Regions from separate parts of the Mus musculus genome. Here region 2 is linked to region 1. A link is a contact called in public Hi-C data. All regions are on one chromosome and are shown on one strand. Each heading gives the region's core, a stretch centred on a gene start, on an enhancer-like site or on the middle of the called end of the contact. The rest is flanking DNA. Distances are from core to core; before and after follow the strand shown. Region 1 has its middle 38 kb from the start of Gm42089. Region 2 overlaps Stxbp4 (syntaxin binding protein 4).

Evidence for each region. Hi-C and Micro-C count contacts between places; a contact is called where the count stands out from the background.
Region 2: a contact with region 1 is called in a Hi-C map of rod photoreceptor, with 2.4 times the contacts expected there. The contact joins two enhancer-like sites. A contact is called at or near these places in 3 of 39 promoter capture datasets (the 3T3-L1 cell line, the HPC-7 cell line and frontonasal cranial neural crest) and 4 of 484 Hi-C or Micro-C datasets (the HPC-7 cell line, liver, nephron progenitors and 1 more).

The regions. Positions count from the first base shown.
Region 1 is chr11:90,185,323-90,189,476 of GRCm38.p6, forward strand. No RefSeq gene overlaps it. Among named protein-coding and RNA genes, the nearest start is that of Gm42089, 38 kb to the right of the region's middle. Within about 2 kb of position 2,314, at least 2 of the 459 cell types and tissues checked have an H3K27ac peak or open chromatin away from gene starts, as enhancers often do. A contact at or near this core is called in rod photoreceptor, where this site is marked.
Region 2 is chr11:90,550,294-90,554,447 of GRCm38.p6, forward strand. All of the region lies in intron 12 of Stxbp4 (syntaxin binding protein 4), which reads right to left. Among named protein-coding and RNA genes, the nearest start is that of Gm34850, 79 kb to the left of the region's middle. Within about 2 kb of position 2,443, at least 16 of the 459 cell types and tissues checked have an H3K27ac peak or open chromatin away from gene starts, as enhancers often do. A contact at or near this core is called in rod photoreceptor, where this site is marked.

The DNA of each region.
Region 1 (4,154 bases), core at 1,064-3,563:
AGGAACACTCATTCTGAGTCCAGAACCACTAAGCCATAGAATATTTTATTTGGAAAAAGATCTCCTAAAGATTAAGCAGTGGTTCTCACCCTTCCTAATGGTATCACCCCTTAATACAATTCCTCATAATATGGTGACCCCCAACCATAAGATTATTTATGTTGCTACCTCATAAATATAATCTTGCTACTGTTATGAATTACAATGTAAATATCTGATATGCGGGATATCTGATATGGGACCAGAGAACCACTCCTCTAAAGCATTGCTGAATCCTCGGGTTCCTGTGGAAGTTCTTCACAAATGGGTGCTGCAAGAAGTTGCTCACTAGAGCTTAATAATGCTAAATCAAAAATGAAACAAAAAAAAAAAAAAAACCTGCCAACCTCAACCTCTGGATGCATCAGCCTTTAACTAGGCGCATCAAGAGACTGCCATTATCATTAGGGAAATGGCCATTGATGTCCTGTATGACCAAAAATACACATACTAAAACCAAGGAAAGGAAATAAATTGTGGGAAGTTCTTAATTAGCTTTTTATCATAGTATCCAAATGCCTTGCAGAAGCAGCTTCAGGAAGGACTCCTTTCGGGTGGTGGATTGGGAGGGAACAGTGCATCACGGCAAGGAAGGTGTAGTAGAGCAGAGAAGGCCATGCCATGGTCCAGGAAGCAGAGAACGGTGAAATACTAACCTTGCGCTCTTCTCTCCTTTTCTCTGTCCAGACTACTAGCCTGTTGGGTGGCACCACCCATATTTAATGTAAGTCTCCCTCCTGGGTTGATCTTCTCTAGAAATGCTCTTATAGACAGACACACCCCTAGATGAGCTCCACTAATCAACTAGGTGATTCTAAATCCAGGCAAGTTAATAATGAAGATTTGCTGTGACAGGGACCCAATACAAATAATTTCAAAATGACAACAACGGAGCTTTCTAGGAAGAGGCTTGAGCATCTGTGTCAGTCATAAGGAAGAGAAGCCGGGTAATTATGGGACAGGACTTCAAGTGAGGTAGGAAAATTTATAAATAAAGGAATAACTTATTCTAGTCCATATATAAATGTATTCCTAACCTCTATCTTTTACATTTTAAGCCTTATTTTTAATTATATATACATGTGTATGCCTGTGTGTGAAAACGTACACACAAGTACACGTGCCCTCAAAGCCAGAGGCACTACATCTCCCTGAGCTTCAATTACAGGCAGTTGTGAGTCACTCAGCATGGGTGTTGGGAACTGAACTCAGTTCTTCTTCAAGAGCAACAAGTGCCCTAACTGTGGAGCCATGACTCCAGCCCACCCCATTACCCTTAAATGATGCTTTGTGCAATGAACTGTTTAATATCTGTTCTCTCTCCAGAACTATGAAACAATTCCATTCATGAAGATCAGGAAACCTAGGAGCTGTTTCAGAAGGATATTTAGACTGACAAGTGAAAAGAAAAAAAATATGAAGGATGGTGATATCTAAATTATCTTCCCATTGCTCTGACAAACGCTATGACCAAGGCAGATTATAAAACACAATATTTAATTGAGCTAACGTTTTCCAGGGATCAGAATCCGTGATGGCGATGCACCAGCATCAGGAATTGCTATGGCATCTGGGACACTTAAAAGTCACATCCTGAGCCACAAGCAAGAGGTGGATAAATAAATAAATAAATAAATAAATAAATAAATAAATAAATAAATAAGGTGGACAGAGGCACACTTGGAATGTCTTGACTCTTTTGAAACTTTAAAACCCACTCCCAGTGATTCACCTCTTCATACAAGGCCACACACCTCCAGTCCTTCCCAAGCAGTTCTACCAAAAGAAGACCAATTATTCAAACACAGGCCTCTGTGGGGACCATTCTTATTCAAACCACCACAGCAAATCTACCTACTGGGCACTGTTACTTAACTCCTGATTGAAAAACAAAAACAAAAGCAAAAACAAAAACAAAAATAAAACAAACAAGAAAACAATGCTGATGCAAATCCCCAAGGCGTGGCACCCCATATCACTCCATAACTCACATTAAGCTTTCATGAGGTAAAGGCCAGCAATGGGACACATGTCATGGCTTTCTGACAATCCAGGTTAGTGGCTATGCCCTCATTAGCAACACTTTTGCTCAAATCTATCTCTCTCTCTCTCTCTCTCTCTTTCTCTCTCTCTCTCTCTCTCTCTCTCTCTCTCTCTCTCTCTCTCTCTCTCTCTCTCCTCATTCCCTCTCCATCTCCCTCCCACACTCCTCTCTCCAGTGTCAGTGGCTAAGGTATTAACCGAAAGAGCTTAAGTTATTAAACTGAGCAGCTCTAATCCCCGAGGTTTCCCGGAGCAGTGGAGATTACTGTATTTTTATTCCAGAGTCAATGTAGCCCTTGTGTTTACTCCCTGCGATGTCCAAACTGACCCCAAATGCCTTTCTCTAGACACGCTTCCCCACTGTGGGAGAGGGGATGGAGTTCTACCTGGAGATCGACCCTGTCACCTTGAACCTCATCATCCTGGTCGCAAGCTACGTCATCTTGCTCTTGGTGTTCCTCGTCTCCTGTGTGCTGTATGACTGCCGGGGCAAGGATCCCAGTAAGGAGTATGCGCCGGAGAGCACACTGAATGCCCAGCCTTCCATCCGAGTGGTGGTAACTCAGCACAGTGCTCATGCATCCCACTGGGCAAGGGGACCCAGCCTTCACTTGAAGGATCCTGCTCCGTTAGGGAAGAAAAGCACGGTGGTGTGAGACTGGGGAACGGACACTGGGTAGAGACCAACAAATGCAGCAGAAAACAACTGTCCCCACTGTGGCTCCTGTGCTCTCCAAATACATGGACATCCTGATTGGCTGAGGAAACAGAGGCTCTGTCTTACTATCTGCGCTCTGGTCACTCTCCTTGTGAATAAAACAACTGTTTAAGGTAAGACACTCTAAAGGCTCAGCACGCAACACTTGTTCTCCAAATGCGAGATCTCAGCACTCATGTTTCAGAGTGAGGCTGGTTACTAGGACCTTCAAGCTCCGAGGGGTGGACGTTGAATAAGGTTTAAAAGACACGTAGGGTGGATAAGGTGTGTGTATAATACATAATGAAACTAATTCAAGTCTATACAACGTCGTTATTTTTAAGGAATCACGCCTACGCACACAGACTTCAGGGTATTATGTCTCTGTGTGTGACGGCCCATCACATTCCATTTCTCTTCCAATACAAGCTGTGCGGCCAAGGCCAGATTGACCTACCTCTTCATACCTCAGGTCTAGTGATGAGGTCAACTGAAAATTTCAGTTTCTGATGAATCCGTTCTCTAAAAGTATTTGAGGTAACGTTTAACACTTAGTCCTGCTGCGATGAACATCAGCCCAGTTTATATGTGTACTTTCTCGTCAGAAAGTTTCGTCTCTTGTGACTGGAAAGAGCTCATTCAGAAAAGCACTGCCTACAAGAGCAGGGGACCTGTGTTCCCATCCCAAGCACTGATGTGAAAGATGGGTGTGGTACCATGGGCCTGGAACCCCAAAGACAGGAGGACCCCTGGGACGTGATCACCTGCTCTAGCAGGACTCAGGGAGCTCCAGGGTCAGGCTCAGTGAGAGACCCTGTCTCAGACAATAAAGTGGAGACTAATAAAAGCAGCTATCCAACCTTTCACCTCCACATCCATGTTCATACGCATGCGTACATATCCACACATGCATAAATACATGCACAGACACAAGAAGTTTTACCACTAGCCTTAAACACTGGCTTGATATAATATAAACATTGCAGATTCATTGAAAAAATTCTGAGATCGCAAAACTTCTTATTTTAATCCCCCAAAAGTGTGCCCACTATGTTCTTGCTCCTTGGTTTGTTGTTGTTGACTAATAAAGTTTTTTCTCCTGCTCATTCATTCACCTGTTTCTACAAACTTACGTCATTATCTCCATCGTACATTCAAGTACCATGACTCCTCTCCCTTACAGCTCTGCTTGGCGACTTGCTGAGCTTTTCTTCCCATGTGCATCTCTCTGTGTGGAATTCAAAGTGTGCCATGAGTCTCCTACCCTCCGACCTTTGCTATCTAATGGGCGGAAGAAGACCCAAACAGTGAAGTTCAGAGAGCATTGTGGGTGCTCTGCCAGGGTCCCTACAGGTTGCAGAAATGCAGATGCATT
Region 2 (4,154 bases), core at 1,193-3,692, 370 kb after region 1:
CCTGAAGAGAGGATTTCTAGGCACATGTGCAAAGGTCCTTGGCCTGGATTGGGCTTTGTATCTTCAGAGAACATCAAGGCAGTCAGTGAGGCAGAAACAGTGAGTAGTATGGGAAAGACGGGGCAGCAGTAGATAGAATACCTGGGCACAGAGGTAACATGAATGAGGGTAGAGACAGGGTGGTTTGGAAGGCAGATCTTACAAGCAGTCACAGGCCATCAGAGGGAGCTTGGTTTCCCTCAGAGTGACTGGTGGGCTTTGAGCAGAGAAGTGATGTGAACTCACTTAAGTTTTAAGAGGGTGCATTTCACTACCCAGTTAAGAACACACTGTGTGCAAAGACACGGGTGGGAAAGAGGAGGAAGAGAATGGGGAAGGCGAACTGTGGTTGGCCAGGGTGGTTGTAGAAGAGACGGGAGATGAAGCAGTTAGAGTTCCAGCATAACTTGTGAGTAGAGCAACAGGCTAGCTCACCAACAACATGAAGTCAGCATCTACTTTATACAGACAACCATAGAATAAGATGTCAGTGTAAATCAAGTGGGTAACTAATATTTCATCTATTCTGTCTCAGTTTAGAGCATGGGTGTGATGTAGCTAAACAGTGGAAGGAGTGTTAAGTAAAAACCAAACAAAGCAAACAAAAAACCCAGAAAACAAAACAACAGCAGCAACAACATGAACAAATAAGCTAGAAGGGACTTGGAATAGGAGATAGGATGCCAGGTGCGTTTTGACTAGAGTAGAGACATCCTTATTGGGGAACAGTTTTTTGGTTGTTTGGCTGTTTTTAGAAGAGGCTGGGGAGAGAAAGGACCAGGTTCTGGAAGAAATGGAACCATGGGAAAGGCTCTGAATCCAGAACACTGGAAGACTTCTGAGAGAGTGCTTTAGAAAGGGCAGCCCGAGGGCTGAGGTCGGTGTGCAGAAAGCCCTCGACTAGCTACCCAGTGTAGTGAAAAATATAAACAATGACTAAAGCGGACTTATTAAAAAAGTTAATCTGGCAGCTGGGTGCAAAATGGAGTGGTATGAGAAGCCAGCTGCCTTCTATACCTGTCGCTCAAAGAATTTTATCCCGTCTGTTTGAAAACACTTGTCTTATCCTGTAAGGGTGACTTCAGAAACAAAAATATGGGAGCCAAAGGAGGATCTACCTAATGTCCAGTACCTGTCAGTCCAGCCCAGGTGACCAGGAAAGTGACCAATGACATACCTGGGTCAACTTCATACCAGATTGCTGCTCAGCACACAATAGGTAACAGCTAACCTACCGAGGAACTAGCCTACCTCCATCTTAGGCTTAAAAGCCATCTTAGAGTAAAAGACCTACTAGGTTCATTGCTGTCTATGATGAAATCTTTGTCAAGGATTAGGCTATGCCCCACCTGTAACCTCCACTAATATGGTTCCGTACTATCTGTTCCAGGAACTGCAATCATGTCTTTCAAAAAGTTACTAAGCATCTTGCAAGGGTGCCTGTGTTTCAGACAGGTTGTTAGGGCCGTCTAGTTAGGACTAACTGTTGTTATGCCCACGATGCATCTTTGTTTCAGGTCCTAAAAACTTGTTAGGCTTTTGTTCTGGGATATGTTACATAACCTCACCCACTTTTCTGCCGAGTTCCCCCACTTGGAGACCCCCAGCCCTTGAGCTACACATCCCTTGTTTTCCTTATGTCCAATGCGTACCTCTCAGACCTCACCCTAGGGGGAGCAGTCTGTGTACTCGGATAAAAAGGCTTGCTTTAGTTAACTTGGCCATGATGATTTGGGGCGGTGGTCTTTCTTCTCTCACCGTTGGGACTAACAACACCAGCCTTGCTCTAAGGCTGTCGAGTGAGCGAACTGCACACTGCAGAATGAGGGAAGTCTCTAGCGATCCGATCCTCCTTTCAAAGACAGGGAAGCAAAGATCAGGAAGCTTAAGAAACAAAACCATTTGTAGGTGGCGGGGCTGGGATTTGAACTCGGGTAGTTCAGATGAGTTCTGAACCTTAGTTGATGTTCTTCACTACTAGCCCATCCTATTTGGTCAACTACAGAAAATGTTCTAAAATAGCCTTTTTAGGTACCAGCATCAGCCGAGCTAGCTTAGGATGTGGTGATATCGGCAGACTCTCCAGCACATTTGAGGCCAGCCTGCTCCCCATTTTCCATTCAATAAAAAACAAAAAACAAAAAACAAAAAACAAAACAACCCTCTGAGTGAGTGAGAGGAGAGGGAGGGCAGAAATCCGCGCAGCTGCAGTGAGAATCACTAATTTGATGATTTGCCCTCTTCACACTCACTTTGTGCAGCTTTTATTCTTCTATAAAAACAGCACTTTTATTTTTGTTCAAAGAACGCTGGCTAATTAAATGAAGAGTCCGGATGGGCTTTATGCCGCTGTCCTAGTGCAGTGATGGTAATACAGTGTGAAATGCGTCTGGGTGGTAAGAGATGCAGAGGGTTTGATGCTGAATAAATTCATACCGTTCCTTTTGTAAATGTATAACTGTCAGGCTGGTGAATGTGACCCCGTGGCAGAGTTCTAGCCCAATTCCCCCTGAATGGCTGCTTAAAAGATTAGTGCATCGCAAGGATGCCTTTCTGAGGAAGCAGTAAAGAAAAGATAACAGCAGTGGGCAGGGTTTAGCCAGAGAAGATCACAGCAATTCATTTTCTCTTTGCCTCCCAGGCTGTCTTCTAATAAAGAACAGCAAAGTCTCACGTGTCAGGAACATTTTAGCCAGAACCCTCTCAGTACCACACTGAACCTGAAATCCCAATCACGACAAGTACGGCCCACATTTGCGCAGGCACTTTGTATGAGGAGGACGTCCATTCAGATTACAAAGGTAGATTTTAAAGGAAAAAACCAAAGACATAATAGCATATCAGGAAAAGCGGCCGAAACATGCTTTTAAATATTGCATAGGATAGGCAAACTCAGTTAGAAGGGAATCTGAAATATGCAGTTCAATCAGAATTTTTCCAGAGGCAACAGTGACAAAAGACCTCGGGTCCACTGCGCCTCTTTGGGGAAAAAAAAAAAAAAAAAGAAAGGTTTTTCTCCCAAGAGTTTTGCAATGAATCTTTAGGAAAGAGAAGGCCAAGTTCTTTGAGAACAATTGGGACTGATGAAAATCTCTGTAGCTGCAGATACCTCCTTGGGCTGAGCCACACTGCACTAAGACAGAGCTATAGGTCAGATAAAGGCCACTGTACTCTTTCACACACGCAGCATTTATATCCACAAAGTAACACAAAACAGAACAAACCAAACAAAAACATAGTACAAAAGAAAAGGCTTTGGATGGGTCCTAGCTAGGGCATTATCTTAGATACTCATCCCCCCCCCCATTTTCTGCTAATTAATTCTCTAAGACTCAGTGTGTTCACCTGTATAGTGGGCTCTAATAATTATAAGACCAAAATAACTCTCACAAGAAGGTTAAAGAAACTATTAATATTCTGACTATCATTCTTTTCTTTGTTTTTTTGTTGCTATTTTGGAAAAAAAATAAACATATCATTTATGCCATTACACAGCCTGACTAGATAATTTATTAAGGGATCTCTTGAGGTACTCAACTGGTAATATCGGCTGTTTGGAAATGTAATTTACACGTCTTTTTTAACAATAGAAAAAAATTACATGAAACTATCTTTTCTCTAGGTATAAGCACTTAAAGTTCCCTAGAGTGGAGGCATTAATTGCAGCTGCAAACGTGTAATTAGCTTACAAGTCCACAACAGTTACCAGCTCTGTAATTTATAAGCTAATCAGTAAATCTTTCAAATGTCAGTGGTTGACGGGAGAAAACAGCAGATTGCAAGAAGATATGTCTTAGTAATTTATGCTACCGAGCCCCAAGAATGCTTCTCTTATCAGCTTCCGACATCCACTCACTGGAAAACCTTTCTCAGTCTTAGGTCATATTTACAGTTTTCAAAAAAAGATTAAGGCTTACTGCAGGAAGAAGGCTGTTGAATGAGAATTGTTTTAAAGCAAGTTGTGGCCCATCTCCTTAATCTGTGTTTCTGAACTCATTTTTCGCTGTCTGGAAGGATGATTCTCAAAGTGCTCTGCAGATATACTCTCGAATGAACGGACAACACACCCAATAATCAGAAGGAATTTAGGGAAGACTCTAAATTCACAAAACCCT